2 separate regions of the Gossypium arboreum genome follow, and region 1 is linked to region 2. The links are chromatin contacts, called in public Hi-C maps. All regions are on one chromosome and are shown on one strand. The core of a region is the stretch at or near the end of the contact, and the rest is flanking DNA. Distances in the headings are between cores, read along the strand shown. Region 1 has its middle 23 kb from the start of LOC128287669. Region 2 overlaps LOC108463101 (agamous-like MADS-box protein AGL30).

Region 1 (3,574 bases), core at 22-2,521, 480 kb before region 2:
CTTTTATTGGAAAGAAGTCCCAGCCTGCATTTATAGCTATTAGGATTGTTTAAACTGAACTATTTCAAATGGGTTTTGCTTTGTATTTAAAGATCATTTTAGTGCTTTACAACATCATTACTCTGCCTGTCATTAAAACACTTCTAAGCTTTCGTTTTTGTTTTGAGTGGATGACCTTAGTTATTGTGATGTGGAGCTGGATTCAATTAGCCAGAAAATGACCCTTTTTTCAAAGTATCTTAACTTTTATCTTTCTAGGTTAGGTTTTAAAAATCTTAATTCTGAGGTGGAGATTTTGGAGATTTTTCAATGGATAAATTCATAGCATGAAATATTTTGAGAAATTTTATTCTAAGTCAAATTGATTTAACATTAGTTTTATTTATTTATAGTATTTAATATTATCAAATTACATTGCATCGCTTTTATAGAAAAAAATTGTCATAATTCAAGATAGAGTTATGGATGTTGCTAGAAGTCTTGACCTCTCTAAAATGATAAAATTTTGATTTAATTTTTAAAATTATAAAGATATAGACTATTAAAATAATAAGATTGCACTTTTATTATCATAAAATATATAATTTAATTCCGATCCCCGTAAATATTTTTAGCTTCACCTCTAGCCATAACTAGAGAAATCTAAACCCAAACTTTTTCTTTAGTATAATTAAAGTATTTATCATGTCTATTTTAGAGTTTATAAAGTTTAATCTTTTCAAGTTCATGTTTACATTTCCTATATTAGGATTTAATTCTCCTTAAGAGTATAATGAATTTTACCATTGTACTTGACACTTTATTTTTATATATTAAATCCAAACTTTTAACATGAAATTAAAAACTTTCAGATATCTATTTTTATATATTTTATCTTATTTATCACATCCCAAAGAGTAATTCACCATGAACCTTATGCGTTGGCTTGATGGCCAAGATATTCACCGCTTCTAGGTGTGACTTGAGTTTGAATTATGCTTAATTACGTTATTGTTAGGACTTTACCCTACTCTTATAATTCAAAAATAATAATAATAATAATTCACCACATTTACTCCATTAAGTTTCCTTTTAATGATATCATTATTATATCTTCCTTTTTGCTATATAGAGCTATCTATTTCATGGGTGTGGGTTACGTAGTGTTCTGTTTATAAATTGCCATAAAGCGTAGTTAGATGGCATTGGACCATTTATTTTTATAGCTAAGCCATAGGATAGGAGACGTGAAAAATGTGGGTGAATTTACCGTGTGATTGGCACCAAACATTCAACCCAACTCATCCTGAAATGGGCCTCCCATTAATCTGGGCCACTCTTTGTTTACAACATTGCACGTGGTTTTCAACATCACCGTTTTCTTTTCTTTTCATTTTTTGAGAAACGCCTTTTAATTTTCTAAATTATCGGTTTTGTTTTTCCAACATCCCCTTCCACATATTAATATTGCTTTTTTTTAATTTTAAATCATAAAAATTAAAAATTAATTATATGTTAAATAAAAATATAATTTAATTTAATTTTAAATCATCGCAATTTCTAAACCTACATTTTATAAATCTTCTAACTACATTAATTTAGATCAATGTTAAATTTTTCTAAGTAGACACTACTCACATCCAACTTGCAAGAGAATCAAGTCATAAAGTTCAACTCTTCCAAATAGGCATTTATTCATTTCCATACGAAACATTGTTATGAAAATAAAAAACTTGATTGAGACATAAAACCTAAAAAAAATAATAACTTGAGATTATTCCAATGGAATTTTCCAACTTAATCATGGATTGGATTAGACTAGTTTGGTCATTAATATCAAATACATATTGTTGGTTTCATATATAGAAATTAAGAGATTATGGTAATTAGACAAATAATTAGCTAGGTGATTAGTGTTTAAATCACAAGGGAAACAATATACTACAAGTTGAAATTATTGGCTACATATGGCAGACAACAGGATTGTGCTCTTTGTTAGGTACAAAAGAAATTTTTTTCACTTTATGAGAAATTATGCTTTTTTCTTTTCACTCTAAAAGGAAATTTGTTTTCTCTACTCAACTTGGACATATAGATACTATAATGATAGCTTATTATTGCATTGTGGTTATAACATTAATGATTAAGTAAGCATCTAGGCATTGTACCATCAACTTTGGATAGTCGTAATTAACTTCTTAAATTAGAGAAAAATCGAAAGAATAAGTAATTAAGTAGGCAAAAGAATTTCCTTAAAATCAAAGTTGTTTAACATTTTAGATGTAATTGTATGCACAATTGTTTAAAAAATAATACTCATCAAATCCACAATTCTTTGAAGGACAGCAAAATAATTAGGGTTTTTCTTTTCTTTGGTTTCCAACCTGCCATCATTAACATGTTCATAATTTAGTATGATTTGATTTGTTCAGCTAGCTCCCAGCTAAGCTAAGTTTATATATTTCTCCAAACAAACTGATGTAAAATGTTCCACCAACTCTGATAGTGGCGGGCCTTTTCCATGTTGGAGGTTATAATATCGAACCTTATAATTTGTATTTGAATGCCCAAGTGATGTACTATTTTAAAAGAATGTTTTTGATGTAATTTTGGTGGTCTACTTAATCTTAATTGGATTATGTAATCGTCAAATTAAATAATTCCACTAATTTTAATATTTTTGTGTAGGAGTTAGTATTAATGAATTTGTGGGGTTTTTAAACTCTATTTATATGAGAGTTCTTGTATCGTGATTGAAGTATTGATAAAATTTAACACCCCAACATTAAGAGTGAATATTTTTAAAATTAAAATCTTCTTTAAAATAAAAATTAAAAAAGAAATATAGTTAGTAAATCCCAAACATATGATATACAAAAATAATAATAATAACAATAATAATAAGGGTGATGTTAGGATCCACCTGATTTAAGCAACGAACAAGTAAAAATAACAGAATAAATTGAGAAATTGAACACACAAATTTAACATGGAAAAACTCCTCCAAAGAGAATAAAAAAAATCACGGGTAAAGATAATTATACTATATTGGCAAAAGAACGAAGAGTACAAAAATGGAGATAAAAACTAAACCCCGAAAACCCGAAAACAAAGAGCCCTCAAAACGTAAACACAAAATTCTCTAAATGTGTTATGGTTCTAATATCTAAGGGGTGTATTTTCTAAGGTTGTAAAAGACCCTATTTATAGGAAAAATAGCAAGTCAAATAAACTATGCTAATAAATGCTAAATATCTAATAAATACTAAATCTTCTAGAAAAAAATATTAGAATTTGGATCACACAACTCTAACAATCTCCAACTTGATTCAACGCCATCTTTTTCAAAGCCCACCACAGGCCTATCTTGAACTATGCAGGGAATTAACTGAGTCGAATCTGTGCTTAAAAGCTGGAAAACTACTAGCCTTCGACTTGTGCACTGCCAAATCAAAACTAACCCGGTATGATTTTCACGAACACAGTGCCCTAACTTTTCAAAACTTGCATCCAAAAGAGAACCTCTCTTTAACGAAACGGTCATACCTTTTTCCCTCCTATGACCAAGTTGCCTCCGCTCCAAATGAGTTGACTT
Region 2 (3,963 bases), core at 196-2,695:
ACTCATAACACTTTTGGAGAATTTTTGTGTTTACGTTTTGAGGGTTTTTTGTTTTTTGGGTTTCAGGGTTTAGTTTTTATCTCCATCTTTGTACTCTTTGTTCTTTTGTCATTATAGTAAAATTATCTTTACCGTGGTTTTTTATCCTCTTTGGAGGGATTTTTCTGCGTTAAATTTGTGTATTCAATTTCTTAATTTCTTCTACTATTTTTTACTTATTCGTTGCTTAATCGGATCGATACCAACATTGATAAATAATTTTTTTAATTAATGTCAAATCCTTTTATAAACTTGAAATTTGAAATTCTCTTTGTCATTTAGAATGTGAAATGCTTATTATCAAAATAGTAATTCTTTTGCTACTTCGTGATTAAAAATAATCAACTTAGCTTCATTATTTGAACTATTTTCTAAAGACTAACAAATTTTTAAATTTGATTTGGATTAAGTAATAATAATAAATTAAATTATATCAAATTAAAGTGTTAAATTTATAAATCATATACAATTCAAAAATTAAAATCATAATTTACTCAATTAAATATTTTTTTAAATAATTATACAAATATTTGAGTTTTCCCAAATATTTGTTGGATTGAGTGGTAATGAGCTCAATATCCTTAAATAATATATTGGGTTCGAGCTTTGTGGAAGAACTTCGGAGTCTTGAGAATAGAGAAAACAAATTTGGGAGAATTGTGTTCCTTGTTTGGGAGTTTAACTCAAATGAACTTTAAATTTAATGAGTGCTCAATATGACTATCAAATACCAAAATATCTCATAAGGAAACTTTGAGTTGTCTAAATTTTTTTTTTTTTCATTCTATTTAAAAAACAATTTTTATGATCTTGTTGTTAGTTGTTAAGGGTTAGGACCATTGCACTGCATTGTATCTCAAAGTCACAATCGAAACAAGTCAACACCAACTTCAATTTTGCATGATTCATGTTGTTAAGAAAACAGGGCGCATCCCCTTTTAAATCCTTAATTATTGCACCACAACTGAGCTCTTAAACATGGCTTTAGCGAGACCCTTTTCTCTCAAATCCAGCTGAGCTGTGGATATATTTCTCGGGACAAATTTCTAGCTATCTTGTCCATGCTGGCTGTTAGCACGTCAAGGATTTTCTTGTCCTGAGAATATTCCCCGATTAAGCCCTTTCCATGCCAGCATGTGATATGAATCGCTGCCTAGGATCGTAGAAGATTTAGAGACATTAATTTTAATGACATGATTTCACAAGAAAAAAGTCTAAAGGTGATTTAATTTAGTCTGGTCCAGCTTGGCTTGGTGGGGGACAAAAGGGCTGTTGTGATGTCCCAATCTGGGCAACATTGTTGAGTCCATGCATATTTTTACGTCAGTATAAAATCCAGTCAGTGAAGAAGTTGCTGTCGTGCATTTTTATATGTTAATCATATGATTTACAATCAATGTCTTGCTATTTGTTTTATTTACAGCTTAAACTTGACATTGAGGAAAGGCAGTGACCGCCATTAGTAAACTCTAGTAATCAAAAGGTGAAAACAAAAATAAGTTAATAAGAAAATCTACTACTAAATATATTAGTATACAGAAATGTGGTGCCTCATTTGATTGGAGTTAGCAGCATTTGGTCTGCATTTTACCACTATTAAGGTAACCATATGTCGTGCAGTCGAGCTATCATCACATCATCCGAGTACGAGTTTTACTTGGTGATAACAAAATGTCTAGGCAATTTTTGAGGATTTTCGGTTAATTCCGCATTGTATAGTATAGTTCTCCATAGTTTGCTTAGTGGATGAAATGAATTGTAGCATCACTCTTCTGCATCTCAGTTTAGTTGCTGCAACAGACAATAACATGAATTTGAATTATGTCGAGAACATATACAATTTCCAGTTTGTGGATCTAAGAGACCATGCATATATTATATAGATGAGAGATGCATACGTGCACATGCCTCTTCCTATGGTCCACATATATGTGAATGTACAGACATTCATGCAGGTAAAATAGTACGTGAAACATGCCATGTTGCTCAAGAATTGAATGCATAATGAGAGTAATGGCGAAAGACTTACTCCAGTATATAATGGCTCATCAAACATGGTAACAGCACAAGGGCCAGAAGTGGAAGCCCAACTACCTTGGTTTGGGTCATATCCAGCTCTAGGACCTGCTAGAACTCCGTTAACATGATAATCTACAGGAGTTTCCGGAAAGTTCATCTCTGCCACTGGTTGGAATTTGTGATCATTCAGTATGCTAAGATCGTACGAGAAGAAGGGGCATTGTCCACCTAGTTGCAAATCATTAAGGATGCCATTTTCTTGTCCAGAACTCGATAGTTCAGAACTTTTAGGTGTGCCGAAGTAACCCGAATAACTTCCAAATGAGGAACTTGCAGAACACTCCACATCCCTGAAATTACAAATCAACATCATAATGCATCAGGGCCTTTTTCATCAACTTATACATGTAACAAAAATAAATAAATATAAATATTACTAATTAGAGACTTGTACATGTATTTCATGCTTCACAAAAGATTTATTTAAACAAATGTTCGCATCCAAAAGTAGGCATTTATTTCAGTTTCAATTTGTAGAAGACAAGATTATATGTATCAGTGAAAGTTTAGCAAAAAAAATATTTCTAGAAACTCCACTCACCTAGGGGGAATCAGATTTGGGTCCTCAGTCAAGGCCATGGATCTACTATCATTATTAGCCATCCATGCAAGAGATTGGAGCTGTTGCTCAATTCCCATTCTAAAAGGTACATGCATTTCATTTTGGAACTGCAATAAAAGGATCGTTAAGATATTATGTTCTCGCTACTTTAAAGAGCAAGCTGAGCAGGAAAATATTTCAAGCACATCAGACATTCTTACCTGACTTGTGCATTCCATCGGTAAAAGCTGCTGCTTTCCTAAATTTTCCTGCCAAAAGAAGGTAGATAAGGTAGTTTTAAGTGAAAAAAACATATTTGGCATTCATCATTTGAGCTTTTAAAGAGAATATGAATAGTATGTGATTTCATTCATCGGTCCACTGCTTGCATCAGCTATTCTTTTCTCTTTTTGCCTTGGTTTAACTAAGCAAACTCAAGCGCATCTTCTTGTAAAAGATCTAACTACTTAGAGAAACAATAGGCATACCTTATGGGCTCGAATTTGATTCAGATAATCCTTCAGTGAATCTTCCATTTGCCCCAAATGTTCGACATTATTGATCTTGTCCACGTCAGTCCAACAGCTGAGTAGTCAATAGTAATATTAGCTCAAGTTAAGACAAAAGGTTGCACATTAAGGATCAGACAACTAAAACATTAGAAAATATGTAGGCCTTCACCTCAGTCTCCTGTGTATTTCAGAAAGCCGAGCCTGCAATAATCTGGCTTGGTTGGTCAGATCCTGCCCATAGCAATTACAGATATACAAAAAGCTTATTAGAATGATAAACAATATGGCCTAAGAATCTCAAACTATCATAATAGATTAAGGTCACAGGTCATCATGCATGCATACCTCTATTGTTTGCGTACTGCAGAAAAAGAAAGAAAGCAGAAAAAGAAAGTCATAACCCTATCAGAACATTTTGTAGAATATATTAAATAAATAAAATTAACTAGGAGTAATTTTGCAAACAAAAACAAGATTGTCATGTACCTTGAACCCAGAAATTCATGAATATTTACATCATGGTCCAACTTCTTGAACGTTTTTTTCAGTGCCTAGACTCTCAAAGAAAAAACAAACTATATAACTCATAAGGGTGATGATATTTTATACATTAAATGAGTTAGAGAAAACAAAACAAAGACGGTAACATTGCTAAAAGGTAGATAACTGTATGAAAGAACTTACTTCAAGACTTTCCAACTTCCTGTCCCAAGAAAATAGAAATTAAAATGTGAGTTAATTCCGCTTCAATAAGTTTAAAATTAAACTCTTAAAAGTATGAGGATCATTAAC

What was found. A called contact is a pair of places that touch in the nucleus more often than the background predicts.
Region 1: a Hi-C map of leaf shows a contact between it and region 2, with 4 times the contacts expected there. The contact joins two enhancer-like sites. A contact is called at or near these places in 2 of 5 Hi-C or Micro-C datasets (both in leaf).

The regions. Positions count from the first base shown.
Region 1 is chr13:24,544,913-24,548,486 of ASM2569848v2, reverse strand. No RefSeq gene overlaps it. Among protein-coding and RNA genes, the nearest start is that of LOC128287669, 23 kb to the left of the region's middle. Within about 2 kb of position 1,271, at least 1 of the 2 cell types and tissues checked has an H3K27ac peak or open chromatin away from gene starts, as enhancers often do. A contact at or near this core is called in leaf, where this site is marked.
Region 2 is chr13:24,069,678-24,073,640 of ASM2569848v2, reverse strand. It overlaps LOC108463101 (agamous-like MADS-box protein AGL30), which reads right to left. Exons shown (of 12, transcript XM_017763044.2): 4 at 3,856-3,874; 5 at 3,658-3,722; 6 at 3,517-3,532; 7 at 3,341-3,402; 8 at 3,148-3,244; 9 at 2,881-2,928; 10 at 2,660-2,787; 11 at 2,069-2,408; 12 at 1,383-1,830. The coding sequence ends at 1,819. Among protein-coding and RNA genes, the nearest start is that of LOC108463101, 4.0 kb to the right of the region's middle. Within about 2 kb of position 1,445, at least 1 of the 2 cell types and tissues checked has an H3K27ac peak or open chromatin away from gene starts, as enhancers often do. A contact at or near this core is called in leaf, where this site is marked.